Regions from separate parts of the Ovis aries genome. Here region 1 is linked to region 2. Evidence: chromatin contacts called from public Hi-C data. All regions are on one chromosome and are shown on one strand. The core of a region is the stretch at or near the end of the contact, and the rest is flanking DNA. Distances in the headings are between cores, read along the strand shown. Region 1 overlaps SHB (SH2 domain containing adaptor protein B). Region 2 holds the start of SHB (SH2 domain containing adaptor protein B).

Region 1 (5,470 bases), core at 2,941-5,440, 130 kb after region 2:
CCCCTGAAGGCCCCCATCACTGGAGGTCTGGGTGGTTTCTCCCACAGCAGCTCCGTGGAGCATGCTTCTCTGCAGACACTCAAGAGTGTTTCTGGAGAGGCTTGCTCACAGGTGTGATGAGGAGGAAAAGTGTCTTCTCTGTAGACACTTTTCTCTGTAGACATCTCCCTGGAGGTCAGAGAGCAGATGTGCTGAGGCAGCGTTGCCTCAGGAAGTACCTGTCATGTAGGCCCCGAGGTGCCCATAGAGGCATACAGCCTCCTTCAGCCTTGGTTTCCCCCTCTGTCAACAACGGTAGTTACACCAAGCAAAGTGTCAGCCTTGCTGCAGGCTTAAATGAGATAGCCTGTGGCGGCAGCTCGGTGCACAGTGGGTTGAGCCTTTATTCTGCAGGGTCCCAAGGACACCCCTGGATGCTCTTGAGCTGAGGGACAATGTCCTGGAGCATCTCCATGAAGAGAGCAGCTCGCCAACTACCTTTCAAAAGAGGTAGCCCTGGGATCACACCTCTGAGCGTGGATTCCTGTAACCAGGTCTTACACACTAATCCCAAAGGACAATTTCCTCAACTTCTCCCACATAAATATTATATCAAGTATTTTTTAAGTCATTTCATCATGAAAAGAAGCGATTTAACATAACTATTACCCAAGATTCTTCATGAAATATGCATCAAGCAATTAGGTCTAAAAGCGTGAGGTGAGGCCTCGCACCCTGCTCGGGCCGGCAGCTGCGGGCTGAGTGATGTTTTATTAAAGCCCATGATTATGAGACGAGGTGGGGCCTGTTATTAGGCCTGACGCGCCAGGCACGTTTGATAATCCCGGTTACAAGGAGGTGCTTTTTGTGATGGTAATGAGCGATCTGAACACCCTGACAGCCCCAGCATCCCCAGCCTCCACCAGCCTTACAAGACTCATTAGACAGGTCACCCGCTGGAGACACCCCTAATTGTGACTTAGCTCTCACAGGATGTCCTATCAAAGGAGACAGGACTGACGCAGGAGCTTGGCAGGAGGTGGCAGCCTGTCTGAGCTCCCCAGGGACCCATGCCTTCTCAGAAGCCATGACGGGGAGGTGGCCAGGCCTGGAACCAGCCCTGGATGCATGGTCCCTAGGCTACTTCTTGCTCCTAAAGCCCCACACATCCCCGTGCATGCTGGGTATCCGATGTACCCTCCATTCTCCAAGAATTTTAATCTTGTGCTGGATTTCCTCCTCTGAGTTGGCAGTTATTAAAATCATCCCTGGCAGCTGTTTTTAAATCTTCAGCTGTCGTTAGGTGGCATCTCACTCGTGGGGACCTTGTGACCGATCAGGATATATCACTGCATCACACCTCCTGGGTGTGTGTTGACAAGGCTCTGCCCATCGTTTGCGTTAAGTTGGGGTTTGACAGATTGTCTCAGAAAGAAAGCCCCGCTCACCTCTCGAGGCCCACCAACTCTGTGATGGTCCCTCCGTGGCTGGGGACTCCACTGGTCAGGACACACCATCCCCGGTCCCCGGGACGGCCATTTACTGCCAGCCCCTGTGCTGCTCTGATCCACTGTTACCAGCAGGATGGGTGCCATGGGAACTGAGGCTGGCAGTCAAGAATTCACCTGCTCAGGGTCTGATGCCTCTCACTCGCCCCCTGGCTGGCCTCACGGGGAGTGTTGGGGGCTAGGTTGGGCCCTCTTCTGGAGCTCACGGTGCTGAGGTCAGGAGCATGGGTTCTGGGAAAGGCCCCCGGGGAGGGAAGCAGCAGCAGCTGATGGCTGCGTGACCCCCAGTCAGCTACCTCCTGTCTGGAGCTTCAGTGCTGGGCACATGGCCTGGCTCACAGGAAGTGCCCAGGAAACATCAGCCCTGAGAGCCATCCAGGCCAGCGCCCTGTGAGAATGGGACTGGAGGCCAAGAGCAGCAGTGGAGGGGGCATGAGGCTGACTTGATCCCTTCCTGCAGGAAGCCCTCACCTCATGGGCCGCAGATTATGCTCTTAGACATGGAATCTAGGACCTTAGATCTAGAAGCGCCCTCAGAGGCCATGCAGTTAGCCTTCCCGTGTGTCCAGTATGGGTAGAGACAGAGCCCAGTAGGGCCCAAGGAGAGCCTGAGGTCCAGAGAACCAAAGGGTGCAGTGCATGAGCCCAAGGGGAAGGGCTGTTCCTGCAGGGACTCCAGCCTGAGGGCCAGCTCATGGGCCTTTCTCCCTCTGCCGGGGACAGTCAGGCCCTGGATTCCAGGGTCACAGGCCTGAGTTCGCTGCCTTGAGCTCTGGACTTTGTGACCGCCTACCCCTCAGCATAGCCCAGCTCAGGGTTATAAACTAGTATGTATTGAAATACCAGCATCAGAGGAAAAACCAGTGGGCCTGGAGAGTCAGGAAGGACTGCAGGGAGGTCCCAGTGCCTGCCTATGTATGTTGAGATGGAGACATCAGTATGGAGTTCCTAGTATGTGGTGACCTCGAGAGCCTTCGATCTGGGAACAGAGGCGCTTCAGCCTCCTTTTCTGGCTCTGTCCTGTTGCCAGCATCCCTGCCCACTTTCCTCACTGAATGTTTTCAGAACAACTGGTGTGAAAATATCCTGATAAGCCATATGAGTTATTTTCTTTAACCTCCTTAGATAGTAAATCGGTTCCCCTAGCGACCTCATACCCACCATGCCATGAAAGCTTTGGCGTTCAGGCCAGCTCACAGCTAGTTGTTGAGATCTAACACACCCTGTGCTTTGTAGCACCAGCTGCAAAGCCCAAAATATCACCCAGGCAGAGGGCATGACATATCCAAGGCCACACCCACCCACCCAGGTCACTCACCTCTGCTCCAGCCCTGTTGCCCCCATACCCACCCACCCCTTTTTCAGGTAAAACTGAGCACGTGGCCTCCAAGACTACAAGGCTTCTTAACTGTCCCCAGTTTTATTAGCCATACAATTTCAGCCCTGTATTCAAGCAGTTACAGACTCTTCTAGGCCAGCACAGATTTGCCGTCTCTCCACGGAGGTGGGTAGCAGGTAGCTGAGTCTTGGGCTCAGAGGGAGTTGCTCGTATTTTAAAGCGCGCACCGGCTTAAGCAAGTGCGCCTCCTGCTTCTCAGATGAGGCAATTCTCCAGTGAAATGACCCTTCACTGAGGAGCAGAGCTTGCCACAGGCTCTGTAATTAGAACATTGTCAGCCTTAAAAAATCTTGATTTAAATTTCAGTTCTTTACAGGAATTATTCTCTCTTGAAACATAATTGCTCTCCAAACGATTTCCTTTAAGCTGAGGGTGACATCTCTAAATACATTATTATGAGCAGATGTATTACTCAGTGCCTGCACTTCATTAAGCATTTGCTCTCCCCATCTGAAAATGGTCCTGGAGTCCAAATTGATGCATTAATAGAGCAGGCACCGGTAAGGGAGGAGAACCCAGTCCTGGATGGAAGAGATGTGGGAACAGCTGAAACGAGAACCAAAGCTCAGAAGGGCTGCAGGCTGCACACCTGTGTCCACACAGCGCTCTTGGCCTCGCCTGGGATGGGCTTGGTCTCCTGGAAGCTGGCCCCTAGGGCTGCTCACAAAGGACGGGCTCTGGAGAAGGCGCAGGAGGTCAGAGCCCCAGCTTTCTCACTAAGTGACTCAGTAAATTTGGACTGTGTTTTGGAAACCAGGCATCCACAGGTGTGGTGGCTAGGCCAGGCTTGGAGCTGAGTGAGCAGGGAAAGGGCAGCCTAAGCAAAGGTGGGTTAACTGGGGGTTAGTGACCCGATGTGGTCAGAGTCCTCAGTGGAAGGTAGGAGAGGTCCACTTGGGCCAGGCAGAAGTGGCACCCCACCCAGCATGCATGTCATGGGCTCAGGGCTCTGCTTTGATCTCCGAGGAACCCACCCACTGCCCGTTTCAGCAGATGCTAAGCATGGTGGGCACAGAGCCTGCACCCTGCTCTGGAGCTCCCAGGGGAATCGAGAAGATGGATAAGTAATTACAGTTCAGGAAGGCAAGTGCTGATGGAGGCATTATATCCTCGGTGCCGTGGGAGGAAGGAAGGAGCTCTGCCAGTGGGAACTTGGAAGACTTCCTGGCAGAGGAGACATTCAAGGCTGGGCCTTGGAGGAGGCAGGCAGGGTTTACTGAGCAGAGAGAGGAAGCACCAAGAGGAGATGGCCAGCGTTGGGGAAAAGCTGGGGAGCACACCTCCCCACGTTCCATTGGCTACAACTAGTCACATGACAGCAGTGGGTGCAAGGGAGGCTGGGAAATGTAGTCTCAGGCTGGGCAGCCCCTTCCTGCTGACAGTTTGTATTATTGAAGGGGAGAGCATCAGTTTTTTGGAAACAATTCACCTGTCATCCTGCCACACTGTAAATTGGGAGTGATAACCCCTGACACGGTGCTTGCCAGGCAAGGCTTTTTAAATTCTCCTCTGCATCAGTAATAGGGAGAGGAGCCAAGTTTGGGGGTTCGCTTGTTTTCCTGAGGAGGTCCCTCAAAATCTCCTGAGTTTTGACGACTCTCCTGCAGCCGTGTCTGTTGCTAGGATTGAGGGGCCCTCGGGTGAGGCCACATTTCAGCTGGGCCTGGGCTCCATTCCTGGCTGGGAGAGGGGCAGCTCAGGGCTGTTTCTTGTCTGTCCCAGGCAGCAAGGAGTCTTCCACACCTCAACAGGAGGTTGGCCAGAGGGAGAGCCCTCTCGGGTAATGAGTGTGAATTCATGACAAACTGGTTCAGGGCAGAAGCGAGAGGCTCTCTAGGAGCTGCTCTCCTGAGGGACCCTCGGCCCTCCCACCCCCTCCCTCCCCGGAGCAGCGTGGCGGCCTCGGCCTTCCTCATTCTGCGGATCCTAACCACCTCTGCGCTTTGTTCACAGGAGCAACCAGGGCTTCATGCACATGAAACTGGCCAAAACCAAAGAGAAATACGTCCTGGGTCAGAACAGCCCCCCGTTCGACAGTGTCCCAGAGGTCATCCACTACTACACCACCAGGAAGCTGCCCATCAAAGGCGCCGAGCACTTGTCCCTCCTCTACCCCGTGGCTGTGCGGACCCTGTGAGCCCCGCCCCGCCGAGCCGGGGCGCAGACGTGGAGCCGGTGGCCCCCGGCCGCTGTTGCCCGCCGTGTCCAGTTTGTGTCGTGTGTATGGTACTAGCACACCACTGCATGTCTTAGAATGCTGTCGCCACTCGCGGGGGGCTGGAGAAGGCCTGGATAAAGACTGAAGGACAGCCAGCGAGCCACCCCAGCCCCCACCCCCCACCCCCCTCCTCGAGTTTCTGTGAATTAAAATATTTGCAAATCCAAAGAGATGCCTTCCAGGATGAACAAAGGAGAGCAGCTCCGAGGGGCGGGGGCGGCAGCTCCCGGGTCGCGGCTCTTTGTTCTCCGGCCGTCAGGAATTCACACCTGTGTACCGGGCCCCCGTTTTTCCCACCGGGCCCCTCCTGGTGCTGGGAGCCAAGTGCTGATGTTTTGAGAGCCCAGAAGGCCCCGGAGTCCCACC
Region 2 (5,593 bases), core at 587-3,086:
ACAGTGAGGATATCCTCACCCCTCAGGTTCTCTATTTGAGCTTCCCTTACTTGCGGGATAATTAAGTGCTTATAAAGTAGAGGAATGATTTAAAGGGTAATTTGAGATAGTTAAATCCAGGGACATTTAAAATAAACATTTTAGTCCAGGTCAACTTCTGGGTCCTCCCACCATCCCCAGATACCATACACAAACACCCCACATCCTAGGTTATTTCCTATGAAATTCCAAATAGGTAGATCTCAGGCAATGAAGGGGCTGTGTAGTTGGTAATATATGGCTGTGTGTCATATATTGGGTTTGTAAAATTTAACTGGCTCATAGATGATTACAGTCCTGTCTCACCAGAGGGCAAGAGTGAATAGCCTGATCCTAAAGGGACAGTTTGCAGTCAATTCCACTGGATTACAGTGGGTGGCTGAGTGGATAGAGCTCAGGCTTCAGAGTAAGATCCCAGTTGGACTCCTGGTTTTGCCACTTCCCCACTGTGGCCTTAGGCAGGGGAAGAGGCCCTACCTACCTAAGAGCCTCAAACTGCTCTTTTGAACTCCACCTCCAGTCCTGGCCAGAGAAGCCACTGACCTTGCTCCCTGCCCTAAAAGGTCCTGCTTTTCCTGCAGGATACAGGAAACAGATTTCCCCAAAGCCCATTTGTAATATGCAGGTTGCAAGTGGAGATAATGATTTGGACTATCATCCTAATAAATCAGCATTCTTTGAGAATTTCTCAGTCTTACACCTTAACTGTATGTCATAGTCTGGGGCTTGATCAGCCAAATTCAAATGAGCACCGGCAAAGGAGCACCGGCTCTAGAGGCAGTTAACTCTTTTGTCTCCACAAAACATATTCTCCTCTCGGGAAAAGCCTTCCTGAGCAAACTGTGCTCCTCCCTCGGCCTCAGTTTCCTCATTTTAATAATCAAAGGACGATCTTAAATTGCAAAGTAGAGACGAGTGGAAATGACACAATTTTGGCACCACCAGACCAGAAACTGACATCCAGACCCACCTGAGTGACCTCCTTCCGAGCCTCAATTCCTCCATCAGTAAAATGAGGGCCCTGGATTAAATGGAGTGTTGCTAGCTCCTACAATTTTAGGCATTAAACATTCCCACAGCTAGCTCTGCCAGATTGACACTGATCAGGGTAAAAGCCAAGACTTCCTCAGAGGTGAAAAGGTAAGCAAACATTCCGATCTCCCCTAAGCTTGGCTTTCCAACTGGTGAGGGGCCAGGCCCCTGCAGACGATCCAGGTCGCATTCGCTGTCCGGATGGCTAAAAAGCTCATTTGCATAAAGAATCCTCCGAAGGTCTGGCAGAGAGTTGAACCGAAGTCTTCTTCCGTTTAAGCAGAGAATAGACACCTTGTTCCTAAGGGTCTCGGCACCGCATTTCCTCTAAGAGGGTCACGCCGTAGACTAAAAATGCCCCTTGTCCCCTAAAGTGGGGATCCCTGGAGAACACAACGCTCGAGTGCCGGGGTGGGGAAGGTTTGGCCTCTACACGCTGCAGGTTTAGGCTGGCAATCTCTCGCCCAAGGCGGTGGCGGGCGGCAAGCAAGGCGGGGCCAGCTGCGCCGCGGGACCCCGGCGCCCTCAGGCGCGACCCAGGGGCTGGCGCCGAGGCGGCCGCAGGAGGTGGCGCGTGCTGAAGGGGGAGAGCTGCTGCTGTCCAGAACCGGGGCGCTAGAGGGCGGGGCCAGGGCCGAGGTCTGGCTGCAGGGCGCGTGGGGGTGGGCGGGGCGGGGTCTGAGAGGGCGGGCTGGGGGCGGGGCGCGCGCGGGCCCGGGGAGGGCGGGGCCGCGGGGCGGGGCGGGCTCTGGCGGCCCGAGTGTCACACACGCGGCGGTTCGGGAGGCGGCGACAGCGGCAGCGGCAGGCGCCGCCGGGACGGGCACGGGCGCGCGGGCTCGGGCGGGCGCCGGCTGCCTCCCTCCCTCCATCGCTCGCTTGCTTTCCGGCCCGATTGCTCGCCGGCCAGGGGCCGAGCTCGCTCCAGCGCTCTCGGGAAGGAAGTCGGGGCCGGGGGCGCTGAGGACGCCGACAAGTTCCAGCAGCAGCCGCGGATCCCGGCCGAGGCGGAGGCTGCGGTTCCGACGGGACAGGAGCGCGCTCCGTGGCAGAGCGCACGGCCAGAGCGTCTGAGGAGCCGGGGGGCGCCCGGGCCTTTTGCTATCCGTGGGGCCGCGGCGGGGATCCCATGAGACGCGCCCTCAAGGGGCAGGAGATCCAAAGCCCGGGCGGCGCGCGGCGGAGGCGGAGGGCGGTGCTGCAGCTGCCGGAGCCGGGGAGCGGCCGGCAGGAGGCAGCGGAGAGAACTTGAACTTGGCGTCGGGAGCGGGCGCCCCGGACGCCCCTCGCCCGGGCCGGGGCCGGGGCGCCGAGGGACCTGGGCGGCATCGCTGCCCCCCGAATGGCCGCGGCGGCGGACCCGGCTCCCGCGCCGCGGCCCTAGGCGGCCTCTCGCCATGGCCAAGTGGCTGAACAAGTACTTCAGCTTGGGCAACAGCAAGACCAAGAGCCCCCCGCAACCGCCGCGGCCCGACTACCGCGAGCAGCGGCGCCGAGGCGAGCGGCCCTCGCAGCCCCCCCAGGCCGTGCCGCAGGCCCCCGCGGCTGCCTCCGCGTCCTGCGGTACCGCCGCCGCCTCCTGCTTCTCGGCCTCGTCGGGATCGCTGCCCGACGACAGCGGCAGCACCAGCGACCTCATCCGCGCCTACCGCGCACAGAAGGAGCGCGACTTTGAGGACCCCTACAACGGGCCCGGCTCGTCGCTGCGCAAATTGCGCGCCATGTGCCGCCTGGACTATTGCGGCGGCGGGGAGCCGGGTGGGAGCCAGCGCGCCTTTTCCGCGTCGTCCGCGTCGGGCGCCGCGGGCTGCTGCTGTGCCTCCTCCGGCGCGGGCGCCGCCGCGTCCTCGTCCTCGTCCTCTGGCTCCCCGCACCTCTACCGCAGCAGCAGCGAGCGGCGGCCCACCACCCCGGCCGAAGTGCGCTACATCTCCCCGAAGCATCGCCTCATTAAGGTGGAGAGCGCCGCGGGCTGTGCCGGGGACCCCCCAGGGGGCGCCTGCTCCGGCGGCCGCACCTGGAGCCCAACGGCCTGCGGAGGCAAGAAACTGCTCAACAAGTGCGGCGCCTCAGCCGCGGAGGAGAGCGGTGCCGGCAAGAAGGACAAGGTAAGGCGCCCTTGGCCTCACTAGAGGTTCCAGAGCCACTGTGCGCACGGGGAAACTGAGGCACCGCTCTAGTTTTGAGTTCCTACGTCCACTTCGAGCTAGGACCCGAGGTCAGGCCTCCCACGATGCTACCAAATTCTGCCTCCTTGCACCCGCTTTGTCCCCGATCATTGGCCTCCTGACAGTGTCTTAACGCTGCTGCTTCCCAGCCAGGTGCCCTCTTGGAAGTATCCTGACCAGAGAGCTCTCTGCCCAGCCTGGTCCAAGAGACAGCCAACCAGCCCCTCGAGGAGGAAAGTCAGAGAGTCAGAGCCCTTACGTATTTAAAGTGTGAGTGGCTCAATCATGTCTGGCTCTTTGCGACCCCATGCACTGTAGCCCGCCAGGCTTCTCCGTCCATGGGATTTTCCAGGCAAGAATACTGGAGTGGGTTGCCATTTCCTTCTCCAAGTATTTAGGAGAGTGTTTATTCTTGTCTACCCCTGTTCCTCCCGCCCCTGACTTTATAGATGGGAACTGAAGTCTAGAGCTGGGAAGGGACCCGCCGGATATTACACATTTTCGATGGCAGATCCAGACCGGCTGTCTCTGAACGGATATATGTAAATCCCTCTAAATGCCCTACCCTGCCCCACCCCCCGCGCCAGGTTTCCAAATGGGGCAGCCTTTTGTACTGGAGCTGTACCGGGAAACACGCCCCCCACCCTCCAACCCCCACGCGTGCTTTTCCGGTTGAAGTGCGCTGGTCTACAAGAGCGCTCCACTTCGACCTGTCAGTTCCTCCAGCCCGGCCCGGGAGGGGTCCGCCTACCGGGCCAGCTGGAAGGAGACCACCCCTCCCATCCTCATCTTCCTTCCTGACCTTACCCTTTATAGCCCCAAGGATGAGGGGGACGATTTTGTACACTCTCCTCCCTAACAGATCAGACTATCTTGATCCCCCGGACCTTTGGAGCAGTCTAGTTAATTACAGCCAGACTGGGCCCTCTCCTCCCCCTTCACACTCCTGTGACACCCTCCTTTCCCCCATAAAATAATACTTGTTCTGTCTACTTTTGGTGGAAGGCAGTGCTTTCATTACATCTGAGGCCCAGTGCCCTGTGATGGCTATCAGACGGCTGTCCCTCTCGTTCTCCGGCACCGCCCTGCTTTCTCCCAAAGGTAAACTTTTCACCCAGATGTGGGCTGGGGGAAACTGATAGAGTCTGAGTTTCTTTTAGGACTGGATTTCCAGACAGGAGGGAGACAGGCCCCTACCTCCCAGCTGGTACTTGGGAAGGGAACTTTTTGTTTTCCAGGCAGGAGAAGGAAGCCGGTGCCCCTCCTGAATTTTTCTGCCTGACTTCCCCTCCCCAGGGTCCCAGGTCCCCCTAGCATACCTCTGCCTCCTGCTGGGTCTGTTGAAGGCAGCATGGGTAACCTATGGATTCCACTTCCCTCTGGGTCCAGTTTGAGGACGCATCTGCATAGACTCTGGGCTTCCTAAGCACTTGGGGTGCCACACCTAAATGACAAGAGCTAGGAGCCGGGTGGCCACCTTGGTGCTGCCTTGTGGGCAGAGGAGGTTTCTCCGAGAGCCCCCAGGATTATGGGTTTGTGGGGCATCTGTAAGGGAGACAACAGAGAGGCTCCCTGCTGCCTTCTGTGTGGCCCAGGCTTGGCTAGGTGCTGATCTGGGAGAACCTGGAGTCCCTGGAAATGGAAGGATGGCCTAACCTAGCTCTCCAGAGAGATCCCACCATTCCCTTGTTATTCCATGACCACCTCCCAGGTGGGCAAATCTCCTTTCCCTCCTGCTGCTTGTGGTTCTGCCTACTCACTAGAATCTTCCTTTATGGTTTTCAAAACTTTAGTAAATGTTTTTTCCTAACTATAAATAAGACTATTTCAAATACTGAGGAATACTAAGTTTAATAGCTGGAGTGTTAAGTGTGTTGAAAACTTGGCTTTGTTCCACCAGATGTTTCTTACAGTTCTTTGTTCCCCTCTGCTGGGCCCTGGAGTAGGGTCCAGTGACTACTGTGGTTCAGGCTGCGGTGTACATGTTGAATGCTGTGATGGCAGGGCTTAATGGGAGGTGGCCAGGGAGGACCACTGTTATGGTTGGCTGCAGAAGAGAACCTGGTGCTCTAGGGGATTGTAGGTAAAGGCCTTGTGGCAGGAATTGAAAGGTTAGAGTTGGGCAGGACCCCAGAGGGGCAGGAGGTCCTGGGTCGGGGAGAACCTTGTTACCTAAGCACAGCGAGGAGATTTAGCTGTTGAATCATATGAGTAGATATGGTTTCTTTAAAAAATATCTCTCTGGAGTGCTCTTCACCTACTAGATTGTGACTTTGAGCCCTTTGATCTTTTAAGAGGTTGTTGCCATCTTCCGAGTCAGAGGGATTGCAACTGCCAGATGTTCTTTCTCGCGA

Evidence for each region. A called contact is a pair of places that touch in the nucleus more often than the background predicts.
Region 1: a contact with region 2 is called in a Hi-C map of mixed tissues, with 4 times the contacts expected there. The contact joins the enhancer-like site here to the promoter of SHB in region 2. A contact is called at or near these places in 9 of 16 Hi-C or Micro-C datasets (hypothalamus, liver, mesenteric adipose tissue and 5 more).

What each region holds. Positions count from the first base shown.
Region 1 is chr2:50,857,826-50,863,295 of ARS-UI_Ramb_v3.0, forward strand. SHB (SH2 domain containing adaptor protein B) reads left to right here. Exons shown (of 6, transcript XM_015093133.4): 6 at 4,840-5,470. The coding sequence ends at 5,023. Among named protein-coding and RNA genes, the nearest start is that of SLC25A51, 15 kb to the right of the region's middle. Within about 2 kb of position 4,191, at least 8 of the 54 cell types and tissues checked have an H3K27ac peak or open chromatin away from gene starts, as enhancers often do.
Region 2 is chr2:50,726,709-50,732,301 of ARS-UI_Ramb_v3.0, forward strand. SHB (SH2 domain containing adaptor protein B) reads left to right here and starts at 1,837. Exons shown (of 6, transcript XM_015093133.4): 1 at 1,837-3,179. The coding sequence starts at 2,469.